Linked DNA regions of Zea mays: region 2 is linked to region 1. A link is a contact called in public Hi-C data. All regions are on one chromosome and are shown on one strand. Each heading gives the region's core, a stretch centred on a gene start, on an enhancer-like site or on the middle of the called end of the contact. The rest is flanking DNA. Distances are from core to core; before and after follow the strand shown.

Region 1 (3,492 bases), core at 400-2,899:
TGTGCTGGGACGACGACCATTGCTGACATTGTGTGAGTGTCCTCGAACAAGATGTATATAGAGGAATAGCACATCCGGTGGTGCAACGGCCAGGTGTACTACATCGCTGATGAGCCCGTGGTGCAATTCGTTTGGCAGCCCAGCCAAGAGTCATCGGTACTCGCCATGTCGCGCGTAAGGATGACAATGGATGTGATTTATCCGCGTACCCGCGGATAAAAAGCCCGTTGGACACGGTTTTGGGTACGAGCCTGTATCCGTGGATATGGATACGGATAGCAGTTGATATCCGTGGATATTTTTAAAACGGGTACGAAAAATCAGTATCCATACTTGAATACCCGAATATCCATTAAAGTAACTTGACATGTGGGATCACTGGAGTTTGGAACCACTTCACGAACCACAGCCAGCCCAAGTTCCGTCGCGGCCCGCCCATCTCCTGACCGTCTAGCCTCCCCAAATCCCCCAATCGTGTTTTTATCATATTTAAATTTGCTAGACAAATATGTTATCATATTTGAATTTGTTGGATTCAAATATGTTGTATGTGTAGTGGGCAAACAGATATATCCATGGATATCCATTATCCGTGGGTAACGGATGTGGATACTATTTTTTATTCGTAGCGGGTAATGGGTATGTCTAGAGACACTATCCGCGGATAGTCTATCCGTTGTCATCCCTCGCGCGCGTTGGACGACTACTATATCAAGGATTGTGGCATCATATCGGCGCCGGAGGTGACGTAGAGGAGGACCAATAACAATGACCACTCGCAATCGTCGGGGTAGCTTTTGTGTCGGCCTGCCTTTAATTCTTTTCACAAACACATACACTTGCCTTTTGTGTAAGCAAGCGTGTATGGTGGTGCGTGCCTGATGACTGATGAGGGAACTTCTACCGGCAGGTGTGACATGTGCTCTCTAATAATGAGACCATGCAAATCGTGACATATATCGAAGTCTGTATGATACTGATGGTTACAATGTAGTAGTGAAACAACTAAATTAAAATAACAAAATTTATGTATGGCCAGGATCACAAATGGATTATGAAACATTTACTTATAACAATATAAGACAAATTTTATATATAAGTTATCATGATATTATATGTTTTCGCTGCAACGCACGGTACTCACCTAGTACGCTATAATTCACTATTTTTTAAATACCTCTAACGTCCCGTTTGGATCATTGGAATTGAATTCCATTCTAATAATAGTAATTTAGGCATATATCAATTAAGCTAATTCGGTTTTATGCAAAATATATTTGTATACTATTATTAGCAAGATGTCGGAGATATTTATGTGCTACATTTTTAATATAGAGGAGTGAGACGAAGAGTGTAATGTAAGTTATAGATTAGAAACCAATTCTACTAATACATAAAATCATTTCCCACCCTCCACCCCATAAATTTAAGATAGACTTATATCTGAACTTTAGAAAGTGGTGGAATGTCAAATTCCAAACTAAATAAGTTATTTTATTAAGTGAATTCCAATTCCTCTAAAATGAAAGGATCCAAACGCCCCGTAATAATTTTTTAGGGAACCCTTTTAGCATCGGAGTTGCTCTAAACCCCTCTCTCTGGATTCCTCCTCCCGTCCTCCGGTCCTCCCGTTTCCCCCCTTCCCCTTCCGCTTCGCCATTCCTTCTCGGTCAGAACGACGCGCATCCCCGCCCGCACGTTCCCGTGCTCTCGCTTCTCCGGAGGCGACCAGGGTTGGGACTTGGGAGGCTAGCGAGAAGGTGCTACCCGGGCCAACTCCTCCGATCGCCCGCAGGAGAAGGGGATCTCTCCGCCTCCCCGCCCTCGTCGGGCCTTTCCCATCGCCACCCGCGAGGCCACGCGCTCCAGCTCTTGTGAACCGGAAGGGTTCTGGATTTCTGAGCCAAGCGACCAGCACGGTGGCTCGGCCGGGCTGACACTCCCCTCCCCTGTCGCCCGGTCTCTTCCTTCCCGAGCAGAACTCCCCTGCGTCTTGCCGCTTCTAGCATCGGGGAGGTAATACGTCATATCCTTTTATTCTGTTCGTGATAAGTTAATAAATGTTGAAGCTATTACTGAACTGATTAGGAGAAGCCGATTGAATTGTAGAATCAGTATCATTTCTGAGAACAACCAAATTGATTCAGACTGGTTATGAACCGATTGTTGTAGTAGCACTTTTCTGATGATAACATATGCTTCATATTATTTGAGTTTTTGCTTCAGTTTTTGTAACAACTAATGCTTAATCAAACACTAGTCATAAATTTCAGAAACGCCCATTCAAAGTCGGCAAACCTGGCAGTTAAAGATTGAAGATCCTTAATAGGTACCAAAGAAGTTACAAAAATAGCAATATCCACGCGAAGCTAGTAACCGAAACAAAGTTATCATACTTCCGGCATTCTGGCCTTTTCACACTCAAAACAGACAACCAGCCATGTGAAAAGGATTGCCCAAACAGTGAAATTTTCCATATATCTCCTTAAGGCTGATGCTTCTATGTGCAGCTAAATTCTCAGAAAAGCTCCTCATAAATAATCCTCCCAAACAGGGCTTTGTCACCTTGCTTGACCTGTTCACCAGGGTGGGGTTTGATTGATTGGTTCATTTGTTCAGTCGATTCCCAACAAAACTTGAGCTGAAATTTAGTGGCAACTATAGTCTGACTTGTTTTTGTCGGGACCCTTAGGGATTACCTAAATATATTATGTTTTTCAGCTTGGGATTGCCAGTGAACAAATTATTTTTCATGTGTGTATATATTGGGTTTTCGTCCTGCATTTAGTCATTCTGTTAATGCCATCTTTCTACAGAAAAATTATAGAGGAAGGATATGCGGGATCCATTTGATGCACCGGTTGATCTCATTAACCCGGACCATAATGGTGGGAACAAACTTTCTAGGACTGGTGCAGTGTCTGCTGGGGACTATGGTTTACAAAATGGACCCAAATCCTTTGCCCCAAACTCCGACACCCTAGTCAGGTCCTTCCTTCTTGAACAAAAAGACCTGCTGCAGACATTTTCTTTCATTTTGTTGACTTCTTTCTTAAATGAGGCTATATCTTGCGTCGGCAGGCATCAAGTCCAGGTTGCATCCTTGCACAAAGACTTAGTTTTGGAAGATCCCAATACTCGTATCATGGATCCTGAGACCAAGGTAAACTGTTCAGACTTTGGAAAAGTTGCAATTTGATGTTTCTTTCAATCTGTGCCAAGTCCTTTGACCCTCTGATGTTTCTGTTTTGCAGGAACTTTACTTTAGATCACAATCACAAGGGGACGAGATCTTGTTGCTTCGCAAGAAAATTGCTGAGGCATCTCTCAAGGTAGGAGGTTAAAAAGGGTAAATCCCTAACATTTGTTTCTTTTCTTCTATCACTAAGCCTAATTTATGACTGTAGTTATTTCATTGCGGCAGGAGCTGAGATTACTGGGTGAAAAACATATTCTGGAGAGGAGGCTCACAGACTTGAGGATGGTCTCTAT
Region 2 (3,956 bases), core at 1,188-3,687, 220 kb after region 1:
AGTAGTGCAGGAAACCACATCTACTTGAGGCATACTGTAGAACACATCCCGAGCTTTATCAAGCATTCCGTTGTCTATAAAACAAGACATCAAAGTAGTAGAAGCTTCCAAATTCTTTTCAGGCATCTTTGAGTACAACTCAATAGCGTCATGAATTTTTCCATGCTTTACATAGCCATCGACCATCAAATTCCACGAGATCTTATCTCTGCCATCCATAGAATAAAAAATCTTTCTAGCCTCATCGATCTTGCCTGCATGGATACAGCCAGATATGATAGCATTACATGAGCCAACATGCTTTCTTTCCATTTTACAAAATTCTAACTGTGCCTCATCAATATCTAAGGAGTTACAGTACATCACAACTAATGATGCCTCGATGATGTGGTCATGGATAAACCCAGACTTCACAGCAAACCCATGGACACACCTGCCTCCTCCAATACTTTTCAAACCAGCACAGGCATTAACAATCTTAACGAGGATTGCATTTGTCACTATTTCTCTACAGCTCATCAAAGTGTTGAATAGTTCATTAACTTCTCTGAATCGCTTGTGGTTGACAAGGCCTCCGATCATGACGCACCATGACACAGAATTCTTTGTAGGCATAAGGTTAAACAGCTCCAATGCCCGCCCCACCTCATGCACAGTAAAATATCCTTTGATCATCACAGTCCAGGACACAACATTGTGCTCTGGCATCTGATCGAATACCCTGCGAGCATCCTCTACCCTATGGTTCACCACAAGACCTGATATGAGAGCATTCCATAAGGCCAGGTTTGGACTGTCGACATCATCCACAATCCACTCCAGGCAGCTATACACCCCACAGTTGGCATACATCGTGATCAAGGAGGACCCCACAAACACGTTCAACGAAGATCTGGTCTTGGTCGCAAGCCCATGGATGCACCTCCCTAGAGCTAGAGTCTCCATCCTTGCGCAGGCCGACAGCACAGTGGAGAAGGAGGTGTGGTCTGCGCAGAACCCCTCACGTCTCATCTTGAGGAACGCAGTAACTGCACTGTCATGCACCCCAGAACGGGCATACACAGCCATGAGGGAGTTCCAGGACACGATGTCCCGCTGCGGCATTTTGTCGAACACCTCCCGCACAGCATCCACCCTGCCAGCACGCAGGTGCTTCCCAATCAGCCTGTTTGCTGAGGTTATTGCATCGCAAGCGCCCGACATGCATGGCAGGGAGGACCTGGAAGGCCCAGAGCGGTGAGTGCAGTATGACGCAATTCGCCCCAACCCGAGCGGCATCGAAGAACATGCATGCCTAATCTGCTCAGCTGCTGTTGAGCGAGGAATGGGCTTAGGAAAACCACGGCCTCGGATGTGCCATGCCGTTGTCCTGCCTATGAGTGGTAGACTGTTAGTGGACCGGCCCAACCTTTGTCTTTTAATTCAGTGGAGTGAATCTGGAATTATAAGCAGCAGTTAGTTTCATATTACCATTTTACTTGATTCATCAAGGTTATAGATACCCATATAGTATTTTTATTGAAGAATAAATATTTAGGATCTGGTTAATGAAGATGCCTCCACATATACATGCTCCTAGCAGGAAACAAAAATCATGACATATATCGTCACATCAGTCACCAAAATCTCAACACGCTTCCTTTGATGGCTAGTGCCACTTCGTTTTTCCCTATCAACAATTTTGTCTCTCTCATCCAATCGCCCGATGTCCCACGCCTCGTTTTTAGAGTAAACTAATCATACGATGCACGCTGCTATAGGAATTACAGATGATTTACGATAAAAATTAGAATATATATAATTGCTTATATAAAAAATACACTATTATAAATTAATGCTAGTAGATTGTATGGCATACTGATGTGGACAAGCTGATATAGACATTTTAATTAGATATGCTAGTAGTTTGTAAATTTTAATTGCATGTGATAGGTCCTGTTTCGAACAACTTAGTTTGCCCAGGCTTCAATTCCAAGCTGGATTCCTTGGTAAGCTAGATTTTCAAAGAAGCAACACGGGAGAAAGTTAACCGTTTGGCAGTCTGATTCTTCCCCGCGTGTACGGTGGTCAGCAGCAGCAGTAGACGGTGTGGCCGTGTGGGGAGGGTCGTCAGGGAAGACAACGAAGCGGGGGCAGGGGCGGCGATGTCTGCACATTATCAGCCTATTGTTCAAGGCATAACCAATGCCATGTCTGAAATTGGTGTAAAAACATTAGTAAGAGAGGGATGTCAGACTTTGCACCCGACTTGAGGCCGGATCCGCGGTAGCAGGCCAGCCGGGAAAACGAGTCGAGGGAGAAAGGGTAGAGGCCAGCGCTTGGGTCGCCGCGCTCGAGTTTGGGGCTCCCGCGACTGCCGCCGTGCCGCGCTCGGACGTCAGGAATCGGGAGGCGGCGGCGGCGGCATGTAAGATGCGCAAAAGGAGCGGGAGTAGAGGAAGGGGAGGGGGAAGGGTAGGGGTGGGCATTTTTTTTTAGCGTAAACCGAATCGAATCGTACCGAAACGAACCAAAATTTCAGTTTTTATAGTTCAGTTTGATTTTGGTTTTTTCATCTGAGAATTTTTGTATACAGTGTCGTAATTGGTTTTCGCTGTGTACCGAACCAAAATACCAAAAAAAACTGAATACCAAACTTTATAAATTCAAAATTTTGACTATTTAACTATGTAAACTAAATGTATGATGCAATTAAATTGTTATTCACTTATTTGTATGTGATGTATGATATATCTTGAAATATTTATACCTATATAATTTTTACTTTTTAAAATTGTGTGTAGTGTGTTGTCATGTAGCCTTCTTCAGTATAAATTTGGTATTCGGTGGTAAAAAACCGAAACCGAATACCAAACTTATACTCATAAACCCTAAACACTCCTCAAGTTCTGAGTTTTAAATTTAAGTAGGAGCGAATTTTAGACTGAGGTTAAAAAGGTTACTCATTGGTTCCTCTAGTTGTATGCACGTGAGATGGACTCTCGGTTGATGTTTCGATTGAGGTTCTTATTAATATAGAGGATGTTTGGTTTCTAGGGACTAATTTTTAGTTCCTCATTTTATTCTATTTTAGTCTCTAAATTGCTAAATACCGAAACTAAAACTCTATTTAGGGATTTAGGAACTTAAATAAAATAAAATGGATGAACTACAAATTAGTCTCTAGAAACCAAATACCACTATAATATTGTGGGGACGGTCTTTCCTCTACTGGCCAAGTTTTTTATGATCAGGAAATTTGGTTTTTAGTGAGACATTGCCTTTCTCGACAAACTATCAAAAACTATGTTTAAATGGCATTAATGGGAGAGCTTGCCTTCAGGTCTGCCTAAAGCGTCGTCTACTGGTCTTCCCCTGGTTACTGTTCCTCATCTCAAGATTGGCCGCAGATGAGTTCAGTTTCTTATCAGTTGCTATACTGCATGAATAAAGGAGTTAGCGATTAATCAATGGAGTCCTACTTCCTTGATTCCTAGGAAACTTCACAGAAATAGCAAAACAAATGACAACACCCAGAAACAAGCACATAACCAGTATAGTGCTATGTTTTTACCGCATGAAACCATAATTTTTCATTTTCCTTATCGATCACACAATGTGCTTCTAGGAAAGTATAGTCCGAAAATATTTTAAGTCATTGGAACTTATACACTCTTAAGCATGTACTAGATATGTGCCTGTCATTACCATAAGAATTAAAAATTAGTATAAAATATAGATACGGAATGATAAACATTACTATGATATGCAAAATCCGTGTGATAAAATATCACCGTAACACTAATAAAATATTGACGACATATATGTTGCCCGATACTCTAATAAGATCCTACTCTTTCTTTTGTCGGTTGACAAAAATAGCAGCAGAGTACTCCAATAACTTGTTGTTCCTTTGTTTTCTCGGTTGAGAAAAAAACTGCAGGGTACTCAATAACCTGTCAACTATATGACAACAA

Evidence for each region. Hi-C and Micro-C count contacts between places; a contact is called where the count stands out from the background.
Region 2: a contact with region 1 is called in a Hi-C map of leaf, with 4 times the contacts expected there. The contact joins the promoter of LOC103640205 here to the promoter of LOC100383133 in region 1. A contact is called at or near these places in 3 of 25 Hi-C or Micro-C datasets (leaf, leaf mesophyll and tassel).

What each region holds. Positions count from the first base shown.
Region 1 is chr9:116,830,389-116,833,880 of Zm-B73-REFERENCE-NAM-5.0, forward strand. It overlaps LOC100383133, which reads left to right and starts at 1,650. Exons shown (of 20, transcript NM_001361948.1): 1 at 1,650-2,016; 2 at 2,817-2,988; 3 at 3,082-3,163; 4 at 3,255-3,332; 5 at 3,425-3,484. The coding sequence starts at 2,837.
Region 2 is chr9:117,053,859-117,057,814 of Zm-B73-REFERENCE-NAM-5.0, forward strand. LOC103640205 (pentatricopeptide repeat-containing protein At4g02750) reads right to left here and starts at 2,438. Exons shown (of 4, transcript XR_002265074.2): 1 at 2,244-2,438; 2 at 2,031-2,148; 3 at 1-1,436.